Regions from separate parts of the Mus musculus genome. Here regions 2, 3 and 4 are each linked to region 1. A link is a contact called in public Micro-C and promoter capture Hi-C data. All regions are on one chromosome and are shown on one strand. Each heading gives the region's core, a stretch centred on a gene start, on an enhancer-like site or on the middle of the called end of the contact. The rest is flanking DNA. Distances are from core to core; before and after follow the strand shown. Region 1 holds the start of Rrbp1 (ribosome binding protein 1). Region 2 holds the start of Sec23b (SEC23 homolog B, COPII coat complex component). Region 3 has its middle 36 kb from the start of Otor. Region 4 holds the start of Snrpb2 (U2 small nuclear ribonucleoprotein B).

Region 1 (3,278 bases), core at 582-3,081:
TCCTGCTGATTAATCATTAATTCCCTAAGACACTGAGATTCAAACCAGAAATAAATAGTTTAGTTTCAGCCTAACCCCTCTGTATTCTCTCCTTGCAGTTTTACTATAGACCAACAGCTGTCAAGTAGCAATGGCCAAAGGGGTGCTCACAGAGGAACTGAGGCAGGAACTCTGCAGCCACAGAGGCTGGGGCAGGTGTAGTCCTTTGGCCTTTTAGAACACTAAATCTTAGAGGCTGGGGAGGTGGCTCAGTGGGTAAAGTACCTGCTATGAAGGCCCTGAGTTCAAATCCCAACATGAATGTGAACACTCCAGGTGCCACCTACAATCCAGCACTGTGAAGATGGAGACCGTCACTCACTGGTCAGGCAGCTGAGTTAAAGGAGTGGGCTCCAGGATCATAGACAGACCCTGCTCGAGCAATAGAGAGAGAGATATGCCTGATATCAAATTCTGTGTGGACTCGAAAGGGGGGTGGGGGACAGAGGAGAGAGACCAAACTTCATTTCAAAGAGGCTGATCTTGCCTCAGGCTCAAAGGAATAATTTTAAGAGCTGCAGTTAAAATGGTTATAACCTAAACTTAAGCTGGCATGGTGTTTCATGCCTTTAATGCCAGTACTCAGAAAACAGAGGCAGGAGGAACTCTGTGACTTTGAGTTCTAGGCCAGCCTGTTATACAAAGCAAGTTGTGGGACAGCCACATAGTGAGACCTTGACTCAAAAAAAAAAAAAAAAAAAAAGAAAAGAAAAGCACTTAAAGTTAAGTTATTTCAATTGAACTTGGTTTTGAAGAGAGGCTTTTGTGTTGATGAGATGGCACAGGGAAACTACTTTTAAGTACTTTCTATGCAATCTGACTGAGTTTTGATCCCTAGAAACAGCCATGGAAGGAGAGAATCAAGCAGAGAGTTGGTGCATGGTGGCATATGCACCCCTCTTCTAAGTAGGTGTTGGTTGTTGTTTTTTTGTTTTTATAAAGGGGTAGCTGGCTAATATTTGGAGTATCACTAGATCAATTTCCTGGGTTGCTATCATATTTTCTTGGGCCAAAACCTCATGGTCCCAACATCTGAAATCAAGTGTCACAGGATGGATGTAACTCTGCTGTGTGATTTGTACAAGGACAGTATATTATTCTGTTTAGGGAGTGGCTTTTCTTATCAAAATTTCCACCTCTATTTCTTTTGTTCTTTCCAGGTCTTCCACCTCAATTCTCCCACTTATTCAGTAAAATATGGAATGCAGAATGCAGTGCCTTTACGGATAGATAAGGCCCCATCCTCCCTGCTCTGACCCTTGCAGAACTCTTCTTTAGACCCAGAGGCTGGTGCTTTGTGTGACGTTATTTGGGTTTAAATAAGGCATTTTCCCAGTTGTTCACGGTTTGTGCAGTCCTCCTGAGGGTAACATTCACGGCCACCTCAGCCCGGCAGTGTGGAGGAAAAGAGCAGCCTGCGGCCAAGGGGATTCGAACCGCAGTCTATCGGCCTAGGCGGAGCCAAATCCGAATAAGCGGTGGCGTGGAGAGCGGAGGCCTGGAGTGGGCGGGACCGGCAGAGGACCTCCCTAGGTGGGCGGGGAGTTAGAGACCCGCCCCCGCGCAGAGCTGAGAGTTGCGCTGCGCGGCTCCGCCCCTCTTCGGCCCCGCCCCCCGCGGCTCCCCGCAGCTCCTCCTCTCTCTCATTGGCTGAGACGTAGACCCTCCTTTTTGGCCAATGGTCGCCACCGCGGCGCGGCCGTCCGCGGTCTGATTGGTCAGAGGCCGGCAGAGTGGCGGCTAGTGAACCAATAGGAAGAGGCAGCTCGATGAATGGCTGGTCCGGGTGGGGAAGGCAGGAGGCGGCGATCCCGGCGGAGGGGGCCGTTCGCCAGCTCCGAGGCAGAAAGTGCCACGACTCCACACACGCGCACGCAGCCAGCGAGCGGCCGGAGCGGACGGCGGACGGGGCGGACGGCGCCAGGGTCGCAGTGTGTGCAGCTGCTCAGGGGCGGCTTCTCGGTGGAGGCTCGGCCGGCTCCCCTCTTGCGGTTCCGCGGCGGCGGCGGCGGCTGCTCTTGCCCTCTCGCTCTCCCTCTCGCGTCTCCCGCTGCAGGTAAGAAACTTGGCCGGGCCCTGCAGCGGCGGCGGCGGTGGAGGCGCGCGGGCTGGGCCGTCGGGGCGCCGGGCCGGTCGCGCCGCGAGTGACACGTCTCCTCGGCGGCCCCTCCCCCGGCGGCGCCGGCCCGCACGCCCGCCCTGGCGGTAGCCGCGGCCCCTCGAGTGGGACGGAGCTGCGTGTGCCAGGCCGAGCCCGTGCAGGGGCGTCGGCCGAGCGCGCCCCTCGGGGTGGATTCCCCCGGCCGGCAGGCCAGGAGCTGCGGCGGCCCCGCGGCACGACGTGGCGACCCCTCCCTCTCGGCCGGGCCGTCGGGCCGGCCCGCGCGCTCCGAAGTTGGGCTAAGAAAGTTGGCGGCGGGGCGGGGCGGCGCACAGCTGGCGGAGGAAGGGGTTAAGTTTCGGGAAGCCACCGGATGACGTTGCCGGGCCGGAGTCCGGGCCGGAGGGGGTTGGGGGGGCGGAAGGCGGTGGGCCGGCCTGGGACGAGGGCTGAGACTGGATTGGCGACGCGGGGGCCCAGAGCCCCGGGCTGCGGGCTGTGGCCACAGGACACGTCGGCAGCCCCGACGGGGCGGGCGGGGGCCACAGGGCTCGCCGCGGGTGCCGTCCGGGACTGGCCGTAGCAACTTCCCGGAGTACGGGATGAGGCTCCCTGCTCCCCCTGGCGGCAGGGCCGCAGCACCGTTTCACGGCGGGTCCTCGCGGAACCGGCACGAGGGTGCGGGACCTGGCCAGGGTTGGGGCCACCCGGGGTCCTGCCTGGCGTCTCTTTCCCGCGCCCATGATTAGTGGACCCGTGGTGCTAGGCCTGGGCGGAAGTCGGCACCTCCGGCCCGGCGGGCCAAGCGCCCTGGCACTGGGCCCGCCGTCTGTCCCGGCCCGCCAGGCTCCCCGGCAGTGCCCGGGGAAGGGAGGCCGGTTGACCCGGGCTTACTGCAGGCTGTGCAGGATGCTTCAGAGACTCTTTCCCGTAGGTGTCACGCTTCGTCGACAGTTGCTAACCAAATGCTTTCTCTCAGAGGTTTCCCATTTCCCCATCTGAGAGACAGCAGTGGAGACCCAGCACGTGTAGGGAGTAGCCAACTGGTATTGACTGTTCTTGTGGGATGTGTGTTTAGGGACGTGAGAGACAAGGGAACAAGGTGGAGCCTGGCTTGCACTGCCAACCACTGCAGAAG
Region 2 (3,379 bases), core at 761-3,260, 540 kb before region 1:
GTTCTGAGACAAGCCAATTTCAACTATGTGTCGAAAGGTAAGTCTCAAATTCTGTTTCATGATCCAACAACTTTCCTGATTCCCTTCCTTTCTTTATCAATCAAAGTAAATTCTGTATGAAATGCCACATGCCAAGAAACCTTGATTTTTGTTTGTCCCCCCGCCACCCCCACCACATTGCTAACTGTAGAGAACAGAACTGTATGGTGACCTGAGAATCCGGTTATTAACAGGAAGCAGCTTGACACTGAAGCATTTCTAGTGGGCATACCACAACTATGAAAGGAAGTTTGCTTTTGTATTGAGTCTCACCATGTTCTCCTTCCTCACCATGTTTGCTTATGATCATCCTTGAAAGACTCTTTAACAATTAAGTCTTTCAGACGAAGCTTTCAGACTCGGATAGCCCAATGTTGTTAAGCAAATGCATCCTACGTGTGATTGAAAATACATTGACACATGAGTGACTGAAGGTCAACTGAGCAAGCCAATCCGGAAAGCAAAATGAACTGGTCCAGGGGGTAAAGTGCTTGCCACGCAAGTCTGACAGCCTGAGTTAGAGCCTCAGATCCCACAAAAAGATGGAAGGAAAGACCTAAGATCACAAAAGTTGCCTATGAGTGGCTTGACAGGTGCACACACATGCAAATGACATGTTTAAGCAAGTAGACTGTTAAAAAAAGGAAAGCCAGAAAACTGAACTGAAGAAGAAGAAGAAGAAGAAGAAGAAGAAGAAGAAGAAGAAGAAGAAGAAGAAGACGACGACTAAACCTGTGAAATGAGAATGGAAGCATATTCTTGTAATTTCCATATTTGGGAGGCTGAGGCAGAATCAAGAGAGTACAAAGCCTCCTGGGTTACATAGGGATAGATATAGATATATAGATATATCCTGCAAATAATTTGGGTGAGGACAATTTTACATACCCAGAAAAGCAAATTAATTATTCTACCATACAGACTCTATACAACAAAGTCCCAAATGTCTGTTCCAACTGAAACTCTTAACACATCTACTTGTTAGTTCTGGCAAATACAAGAAGATAAAACCCTAACTACACAGAAAGCACTTAGGCGCCTGGGAGCGGGGGTGGGGGTGGGGGGTAGTAAATAAGTCACAGCACATTCTAACATCGCCATTTCCAGCAGTTACTTCAGCAAACCCCATTAAATAATGGTAACCCCTCTATAAAGTTCTTTACGTAAATGTATAAGTCCCCGAGTATCAACATATTAACACCTGCTCCTATTTCCCACTGCCTCCTTTCCTCGATTTATTCTAAACCAGCTTCTTAATCCTAAACACGTAATCCACAGAGGCTTTCAGTGAATTCATGAATCCTCTGACGTTCTATGTATTTTTATTAAATTCTATGTGCTGAGAAAAATGCTCCTATCAAACTCTCAACGAGTAAGGGTATCTGAAGAGGTAAATAGCCGAATGGATGAATGACTGAGTGAATGAAGAGAGAATGAATGAATGAGTGAGTGGATAAAAGAAAGGCATCCAATAAAATATCTTAGCCCCTCTAAGCTCTCCAGGACATAACTTTCCAGGACTTAGTAACCATCTGTAGACACAGTTAAATACCTAATCCTGTACTGAAGATCTGGTTTCTGGTTTCACTTATCACAAAGCAAAACTCAAGGTTTTCATGGGGATTCGGTCCTTCCGGATGTTCGAGTCACCACCACCAACACCCCAATTCCGAGGGCTAAGGAGTCAGAAACCGGCCGTCGGCTCTCAGGCACGGCGCGGACGAGTCACTCTGAGCCGGCTTCTGGGTCATCAACTCTCTCTGATTCTTCCCATAAGCAAGCCCACCTTGCCTCGGCCTGTCTGGCTTCGGCCCTCCTCCTATGCGCCCCTTCACCATTGCAGAGCCAGCCGCTCACCTGTCCGGAGCCACTCACCGGGACTGAACCTTCCGCGCCCCACGGACACCAGAGCTCAACTCCGGCTTCCACCGCCAAGTCCACCTCAGCTCACAGTCGATTGGTCACCGCTCCGAAACGTCATTTCGCGGCGCCATGCTCTAGCCAATCAGAGAGCGCTTCTCTGGCTGACCCGAGAAAGTGAAACAGTCAGAAAAGCTGCGCCTCCATCTTTGAATAGGGCAAGGCTGTGGTTTCTCACCCAACAAACTTTAGAATGTAGAATTCCTCAGGATACATACTTTCTTGAATATATCCTGAAATTTTTCTCCTTCACAGAACCTCGGCGCCTGCGGAACCGTCATCCAAATGCATCCAGCACTCCTCAGGGGACCGCCCTGACACAACATGACGTCTGTTTGCCTCAGGGGGAAGTCCCTCTCATCGCCTAGCTACCGGGAAGCGAGAAGAGGGACGCGTAGCCCGGAGTTGTCCGGAGAGGCCCTCAGCCTGCGGGAAGGGGCTAGGAGGGGACAGAGAGTCTCGGCCGCTAGTTGGTGATCTTTTTGAGCTCAGCAAGTGCGGGTGCGGGTCCTCTCTTCGCGGTACAAAACTTTCCCTTCTCGTTGCTGCTGTGGTTTCTGTGCTCAATAAAAACTGTTTCTGGTGAACATCCTCCTGCCATTCCCCAGCAAGGAAGTGAGTAATTGGGGATGGTCTTATTCAGACACTTAAGGAAACTATCAGAGTCCGTTTTGATGGGTAACACAGCTTTTTCTGTGACCGCCGCAGTCATTTTTACACTTTCTTACAAGTGGCAAAAATAAATAAATAAATAAATAGCAGCAAATTCAGCGAGTGTGTAGTGCCTGCAGCGGCCAGAAGAATCTATTGTGTATCCTCTAACACGGGTGCTAGGAACTGAACTCCAGCAGTATACACATAGCCACTCAACCAACCCTTCATCCCGCCAACTAAAATCTTACAGTTATGCTAAGACATGTTATTCAAAGAGTACCCATTAAATAACCCAGTTTCCTACTAATGCAAACTTTTCTTTAAGACAGAGCCTAGCTGTAGGTTTGGCTGGCCTGGAACTCAGGAAGCCCTGCTTTCTTCTATCTTCCTATGCCTCCTCAATTTAAAAGCACACGCCATCACACCCGGCTAAATCAAACTTTTTGACGTCTATAAATCATAGGGACTTAAGTTTAAATAGGTGGTACTATAAAATATTACTGTTTGCATTACAATCTTTAAAATAAATTTACATTTTCTCATCATCATAAACATAACAATGTTAATGATGGCATGTTTAAAACCTTAAATTATGTTTGGGAAATGCAGTTATCTCTTCCTAAGGTAAAATGTAAAATAAAATATACATGTTCGTTATATCTAACGCTGAAAAAAAGAAGTCGCTTTTTAAATAACAAACACTAATATGATTTTATTTGTCAAATATTTCCCTTTCAATTTTTGGACCTGGATTATTTCTACACTA
Region 3 (3,476 bases), core at 36-2,535, 900 kb after region 1:
AATGGCTTGCCTACAGCCCAGCCTTATAAAAGCACTTTCTCAGTTGAGGGTCACTCCTCTCAGCTTGTGGCAAGTTGACATAAATCCTGCCAGCACCTAGAGAAATAAAAGCCTGTTGGCCATCAGAGCTGAGAAGCATTCGGGCGATCTCTAGAGCTTTTGGTTGTCTCTGTGCCCTCTGTCATCACCCCCTGAACACATCAGTCCTGTAAAAATTCTTGACTTTGATAGTCAGGAAGCCAAATTTAAGAGAAACTGCAATTCCAAATATATAAAGGAAAATCTGTTTTTTCCTGAGTTTAGTGGTGATAGCAGCATCAGGAGGCTAAGACTGGATGAATGTTAGTTCAATGCCACTCTGGCCTACGTAGTGAGTTTGAGACTATCCTGTACTGCACCACATATAACCTATGGAGGAGGAGATGGGGGAAAGCTAGTCATTATTTGTTGGGCTAAAAGCTCTTTGTACACATTTCTTTTTCTTTTCCTTTTTGCATACTAGCACAATACCACTGACTCATACATTGATTTTAGCTCTCAGTCCTAGGGCTATCAGTGGTGGTCTTCCTGTTAGCAGAGTCTCACGGTGGTTGGTGTAGGGGCCAGAGAAAGAGAGTGTGTGCATATGTCTCTCCTGGTCTCTCTCTCTCTCTCTCTCTCTCTGTGTGTGTGTGTGTGTGTGTGTGTGTGTGTGTGTGCTTTTGAAGCTGCCTGCATTCAGTCACGGAAATGCTATCGGGGTCACTGTAGCTGATCATAATCTCCTGCCAGAGACCCCTCCTATACACACCACAGTCAGGTGCTGGCTGCTTCCACACCCTTAATCACAGTGAAGATTAATGAACACACAGAGAGATCACGGCATTTTAACTTAAAGAAAAAACTTGGTGTGCACCATGAGAGATGGTTTGGGGGCCTCTGTACTGCAGAAGGGATGGGAGAAATGGTGTTTCTTCTCAAAAGGGAGGGATGAGGGGTTGGAGGAAGAGGCGACAAGAATAAAGGGATGGTGCAGGCTAGAGCAAGTGTCATGGAAGGTGGCCAGGATCAAAGAGAAGTGGCACTGCTATGACTCTACTGCAGTACCACTCCACGTCTGTGGACCTCTGCATATCTCTGAAACCTCCCACAAATGCAGCACATTGCTCACCAATGCACCTGCCAGTCAGCTTCTAGTGAAAGTTAAAAAAAAAAAAATGGTTGGGTCTCAGGCATTCTTGGGCAGAGTTGAGAGTAGGAGGCTGTCACTGCAGAAACCCAGAAACAATCTGTCGGAGCAGATTTTGGAACTCGGCCACCTAAAGCTCCCTGATCAAGCTGGTTTACTTGAATGCCTGGAAAGTGGGGTGGGATGGGAGAGACTGCAATGTAGTAGCCATGCTAGGCCATTGCATGTCCCTCCAACATTCCATAGGAACCGTACTGCATTTTCTCATCTACTGGTGGATAGAAAAGGAGTGTGAATCATTTGGAGCAAGGCTGAGACACTAAGTCAGCACGAGACATGGGGATTCCCTCCAGAAAAGCAGAGACATTAAAATCTGGAGGGAAAAATAGCAAGCTTGAGTCAATACAGCAAAGGGGATTTGTGTGCAAAACAGGAACTTAGAAAGGTTAATGGAAGCAGGTCTGCTCCAGAGTTAGGTCTCCCTGTAGAAATGACATTAACTTCCACAGTGCACAGATACAGAGAGTCAAGATGGACAAGTTATGTTGGAGTATGCTGTCATTGATACACAGAAGAGAAAGACACATTTTAGAGATTGCAAGGCTGGTTAGGAAAGAGAATCCTCTAAACTCAACTTACAGCAATCTGTGATGTCACAGCAGGAGAGGCACGTGCATATATCGTTGGAATAATGTGGTTTCTTAGAACACATTCCCCAAGGAGTAAATTCTGGGTTCTATTGTACAGCTCTCTGTGATGCTAGGGAACTGACATGTCTGACCATACTGCATGGCTACCATGCAGAGAGACATCGCTCTGAGATACAGTCAGTCTATGGATTTGGCCAAGGAGATAATTAGTTTATGGGCACTGGGGTGAGTATGATTAGTGAGGCATCTCTGCCCACTCTCAGAGTAATCTGCAGGCCACTTAAGGCAGTTTCCTTTTCACATAAAGAGCAACCAAAGGCAGAGAAGAATCTCCTTTGGGGAAAGCTAGATCTCATTTGCAACTGATGTATGTAAATCTCTTACATTTCCACCTTAACCAAAGCCTCAAGTTTAGGTTTTATGTGTTTGTGGTGCCATCTGCTGGTAAGATGTAGATTTCATATTATGAGCTCTCAATTCAATTCTCCAAACTTTGTTCTTTTACACTGAAAAATTGAGGACTCCAAGTACCTTTTTTTTTTTTTTTTTTTTTTAGATTCATTTATTTATTATGTGTAAGTACACTGTAGCTGTCTTCAGACACTCCAGAAGAGGGAGTCAGATCTCCTTAATGGATGGTTGTGAGCCACCATGTGGTTGCTGGGATTTGAACTCCGGACCTTTGGAAGAGCAGTCGGGTGCTCTAACCCACTGAGCCATCTCACCAGCCCTCCAAGTACCTTTGCATGGAGCATATATATAACATTATCAGTGATACTGTAATTAGGAACTTGGAAAAAGTTCTTATTTGTTTATGTAGGAGAGTAACAACAATTAATCCCATATAAATGTAAATAATTTAAATAAGAATATTGTTCTCCAAATTGTAAAATTATTAAAAAAAGTGTAATATATGCCTTGAGGTTTTATGTGCATATATATGCATATATACATATATACACATATATGTACATATATACACATATATGTACATATATACACATATGTGTACATATATACACATATATGTACATATATACATATATATCATTATATATAACTATATATTACCTAACATATTGAAAGAATGGATATGCATATATATGGAGAGAGAGGAGAGAGAGAGATTTCATATCTGATTCCACAATTCAATCTGTCTCATTATTGTGTTTGGGAGCATTTCTGTTTGCTTGCTTTGTTTTTATTTGTGGGGGTGTTTTGCTTGCATTACATACATTCCTGGTAGCTGTGGAGATCAAAAATGCACATCTGAGCCTCTGGAGCTGAAGTTCTGGATGACGGTAAACTGCCCTGTAGGTGCTGAGGACCAAACCCTGAATCTCTGCAAGAGCAATGAGGGCTCTTGACTCCTGAGCCATCACTTCAACCATTCAGTTGCCTTCACCAATATATATGAAGAAAATCCAAGCTTTTCAGGTAACTGAAGGTATTTTTATTGTATCTGAAAATTTGACAGGGTGAATTCCAGGAGTTTAGGTGCACTGTGAATCTGCAAACATACCATTAAACTTTCACTTCTCTGTAAGGCTAAAGTGCATTGGTGTATAGGTTTAGAATAGATTTTCATCAGTGTGTGATTTTGTGGCATTTTCTCTTTAAGGATAATTTTAAGGTGTGGATAGGGGGAGAATAGAACT
Region 4 (3,387 bases), core at 401-2,900, 950 kb after region 1:
GATGACTAGAGAAGAGATGGAGACCATTCTTAAGATACAACAAATAAGCACAGTTTGGTTGTAAAAAGGTGTTTTTAAAAGAACATACCTTCTTTTTTAATTTTGTCATTCATGTTGTTGATATAAATCGTGTGATTTGGTCTGATATCCATGTTTGGGTAGAACCCTTCCAATAGCCTAAAAGAAATAATAAATAATCAGTTATTAGCAAAGAGGGTTAAATCACGCAGGTGTACAGCATGACACAACTCTTAATCACCCCGCCCTACCTCCCACAGCCATCTCTTTTAGTCAAATGGAAAACAGCTCTCAAGATCAAACCTTGGAAGGACAATACCAAGGTTCTACAAATTGGTAGAATCTGTCAATACATAGGCAGATTTAAAAACATATTATTCAAGGTTATATACTTCTTTTATCCCCACTTAAATGATACTGTCCTTTCATCTACATAATGACATAACTTTCGAAAGTATATTTATTAATTCTTTGAGAATGTCATGTGTTTTGATCATATTCACCAGAAAATGGTTTTTCAGTAAAATGATTTGAACATTTTGTGAAAGATCAGTAAACACGCACCTAGTTTTAAAAAGTCATTGTAATAGAACAATACAAATTAAGACAGTTCATAGATGCACTCATGAATGTATTGATTTAAACGATTAGTGTGTGTGTGTGTGTTTGTTTACCTGTGCCATCGTGTATGTTGAGGTCAGAGAACGACCTCTCAGGGGCTTTCACTTCTGTCTCTTTCCCACTATGTGAGTCTCAAGAGTGGTCAAGGTTGACAGTTCAGAGCTCAGATTCTTGTATCAATAAGATACGGATTTAAGTTCTGTTTACGATTTTACAACCTACTTCGATGGGGGGCAAGTTCCTTAATGTCTCAAGTCCCCAGCTACAAATTATGGCTACTAACAGCACCTATAAAATGGAGCCTATAAAATTATGAGACAGATATGTATCAGTCTGCACCAGTTAGCATCTACAGTTACTATTTATTATCGATAGCTATCACTCGTTAAAGGACACAAGTGTCTTAACGTCACACAACAAGCTGCTCTGAACAACTTATAGGAAGGGCCTGTACTATGTAGGCAACGGATAATAGGTAACGTTTCTCACAGGCTTGCCTCTCTACATGGGAACCTGGAGAAGGGCTGGGACTCAAGAGAGGGACAAGAGCACAGGCTCTGGCATTAGCTCCTTTGGGCTGAAATAGTGCAAGGGCACCAGAAACCCAAAGGCTGCCGGGGAGAAGAGGCCGAGAGTGCACAGTGAACTGCACACCCTGCTCCTCCAAGCAAGTCACGGGCCATTCTCTCCCCCTGGGCTAATTCCTATGTGTCCGCTTGAGCCTCTTTACACACCGGCCAATCCACCCAACACCAGGGTCCTCTGACATTAAAAACCCAACCATCCTGCAGAGAACAGGCTGTGACGCCGGGCCTCATTCCGCCAGCCCTGGGGTCGCCGTCCCTTCCTCCTATACGTCCGCGGACCGAGGACCACGCAACCGACGACACCTTCGCCCTCGCCGGCTCAGTTACCGCGGACGGGGCGGATCCCGCCAAACCCTGAGACCAGCCACAGCGAAAAAGAACCCGAGAGACTCACCTGAAGCCGGCGCGGTCCGCTTGAAACTAATACCGGAAGAGCTTCCCCGCGCCGGAAGAGGGCGGCCAAACTCCTCAATCGAACTCAGAGAAGTCGAAGAGTCGAGCACCGATTCAATCGAGCCCTCCTCGCCCCGGCCGGCCAAGGCGGAATCTTTCTGCGCACGCGCATTCCTGTGGGCTAGGAAGTTTGTGGAAAGGGGGAGAACTGGAAGGGATCAAATTAGGACCCGGGGGCCAAGCTGTGGAGGCAGAGGAGGGAAGGGTAGGGGGTCGTTTCCCTTACTGCGACTTTGAAGCTTCCCAACTATAGGATGTGATACAATTTTACAGGAGCCTGTCTCCAGCCACAAGTTAGTCAAGCCTTTCTATGGGTCCTGGTCAACTTGACTTAACACCATTGTCAATCTCTAGTTGTCAATCTCCAGGAGTCTGAAAGAACACACCAGCCAGCACTCTATAGATTACGTCTTAGATGCAGCCCAGTCTTCGACCCCTGAACAAAGAGAATTTTAGTCGTTGATGGTACTCTCACCAGGCTTCAGGAGCGAGCAAACTAAAGAGCCTAAACTCACTTAGACACAGTTAACTCCCGCCCACTCCCCCACCCTCTCCTTTCCTCACAAAATGCTTGGATTTTTCTAGGCTAAAAATTGGGGTAAGGACCAAATTGGTTGATTTTACCAGCCTGAGGTTTCTAATTTTTGAAAGTCACATGAAGTTGCAGGATGGAAATAGTGTTTTGAGAGTAGTAATTTTATATGCTTTTTTCACTGAAGTGATTAGGAGAATGGCTTATACTCGATAAATATGATTCAGACGATTGAATGAAGTTCCGTGAAAATTAGGTCATAATAAAACAAGTGTGATATCCAGTGAAAATCCTGTAAATGTAGGAAATAATGTTAAACAACCACAGAAAAAGTGTTCTTTAATTACATAGATATGGAAACCAGTTTGGCTTTTATAAAAACAATATCGAGTATGTTCTTAGCAAAAGGGCATCAAGTAAATACGAAACACTTTCTAAGCAACAGAAGGTCTGAGCAGTTGATTAACTGTGCTTGGTGGTAATGAGAGCATTGGAATAAGCTATAACCTGCCTGTGTTATATACATTCATCTGGCCGAGAGAGAGTTCGTAGCTATTTTCAAAAAGCAAATTGATAAACATGCAAGGACACTCCACTTGGGAAAAAAATAAAGAGATTTAAAGAAATGCCATACCTATTCTATCAAAGCTTGAGTCTCAGCTACTATACCTTTTGCACAGCAAAGAAGAAATTGTCCGATGACAACTCAGTGTCAGTGGCTTCTATGCTCTTTTCCAGGTTCACTTATAAAGAATGAACACATTTTTATATCCATGAGTAATCCCTGCAAGCTTTTTTTTTTTCTTCTTGTCTGTATAGTCCTGGCTGTCCTGGAACTCACTTTGTAGACCAGGCTGGCCTCGAACTCAGAAATCCACCTGCCTCTGCCTCCCAAATGCTGGGATTAAAGACATGTACCACCACCACACCCGGCTCTCCCACTGCAAGCTTTCTTGAATGGGTCTTCATCGGTTTCTTGAATGACTGGGAAACTAAGACTTGAAATAGGATTTGGTAAGGAATGAAGGGGAAGAGGCTTTCCAGGTTGTTGCAGGATATTTGATCACACCGTGAACCCGGGGATTGTGTTGTTTATTGAGAGAAGCTATTTCTGCTTTGGTGTGACTCGGTTTTAGCACACACCTTTAATATCTCTGGCTGGAATACAGACTTGCC

Evidence for each region. Promoter capture Hi-C pulls out the DNA fragments that hold promoters and counts their contacts. A called contact is a pair of places that touch in the nucleus more often than the background predicts.
Region 2: a Micro-C map of embryonic stem cells shows a contact between it and region 1, with 6 times the contacts expected there. The contact joins the promoter of Sec23b here to the promoter of Rrbp1 in region 1. A contact is called at or near these places in 5 of 39 promoter capture datasets (the 3T3-L1 cell line, erythroid cells, liver and 2 more), 4 of 484 Hi-C or Micro-C datasets (CD4 T cells, CD8 T cells, double positive thymocytes and 1 more), 3 of 115 datasets of contacts at active chromatin or transcription factors (extraembryonic endoderm stem cells, large pre-B cells and memory CD8 T cells) and 3 of 9 other capture datasets (adipose tissue, liver and macrophages).
Region 3: a contact with region 1 is called in a promoter capture Hi-C map of hippocampal neurons, with 7 times the contacts expected there. The contact joins the enhancer-like site here to the promoter of Rrbp1 in region 1. A contact is called at or near these places in 8 of 39 promoter capture datasets (the 3T3-L1 cell line, 3T3-L1-derived adipocytes, cranial neural crest and 4 more) and 5 of 115 datasets of contacts at active chromatin or transcription factors (astrocytes, embryonic basal ganglia, embryonic forebrain and 2 more).
Region 4: a promoter capture Hi-C map of pre-B cells shows a contact between it and region 1, with 3 times the contacts expected there. The contact joins the promoter of Snrpb2 here to the promoter of Rrbp1 in region 1. A contact is called at or near these places in 6 of 39 promoter capture datasets (cranial neural crest, embryonic stem cells, hematopoietic stem and progenitor cells and 2 more), 1 of 484 Hi-C or Micro-C datasets (CD4 T cells), 2 of 115 datasets of contacts at active chromatin or transcription factors (large pre-B cells and stem cell-derived neural progenitor cells) and 1 of 9 other capture datasets (embryonic stem cells).

What each region holds. Positions count from the first base shown.
Region 1 is chr2:144,009,816-144,013,093 of GRCm38.p6, reverse strand. Rrbp1 (ribosome binding protein 1) reads left to right here and starts at 1,831. Exons shown (of 24, transcript NM_024281.2): 1 at 1,831-2,095.
Region 2 is chr2:144,554,860-144,558,238 of GRCm38.p6, reverse strand. It overlaps Sec23b (SEC23 homolog B, COPII coat complex component), which reads right to left and starts at 2,010. Exons shown (of 20, transcript NM_001252544.1): 1 at 1,915-2,010. Gm34292 (a long non-coding RNA gene) reads left to right here and starts at 1,604. Exons shown (of 1, transcript XR_003953925.1): 1 at 1,604-3,379.
Region 3 is chr2:143,112,715-143,116,190 of GRCm38.p6, reverse strand. No RefSeq gene overlaps it. Among named protein-coding and RNA genes, the nearest start is that of Otor, 36 kb to the right of the region's middle. Within about 2 kb of position 1,285, at least 12 of the 459 cell types and tissues checked have an H3K27ac peak or open chromatin away from gene starts, as enhancers often do. A contact at or near this core is called in hippocampal neurons, where this site is marked.
Region 4 is chr2:143,061,332-143,064,718 of GRCm38.p6, reverse strand. Snrpb2 (U2 small nuclear ribonucleoprotein B) reads right to left here and starts at 1,650. Exons shown (of 7, transcript NM_021335.3): 1 at 1,621-1,650; 2 at 89-177. The coding sequence starts at 152.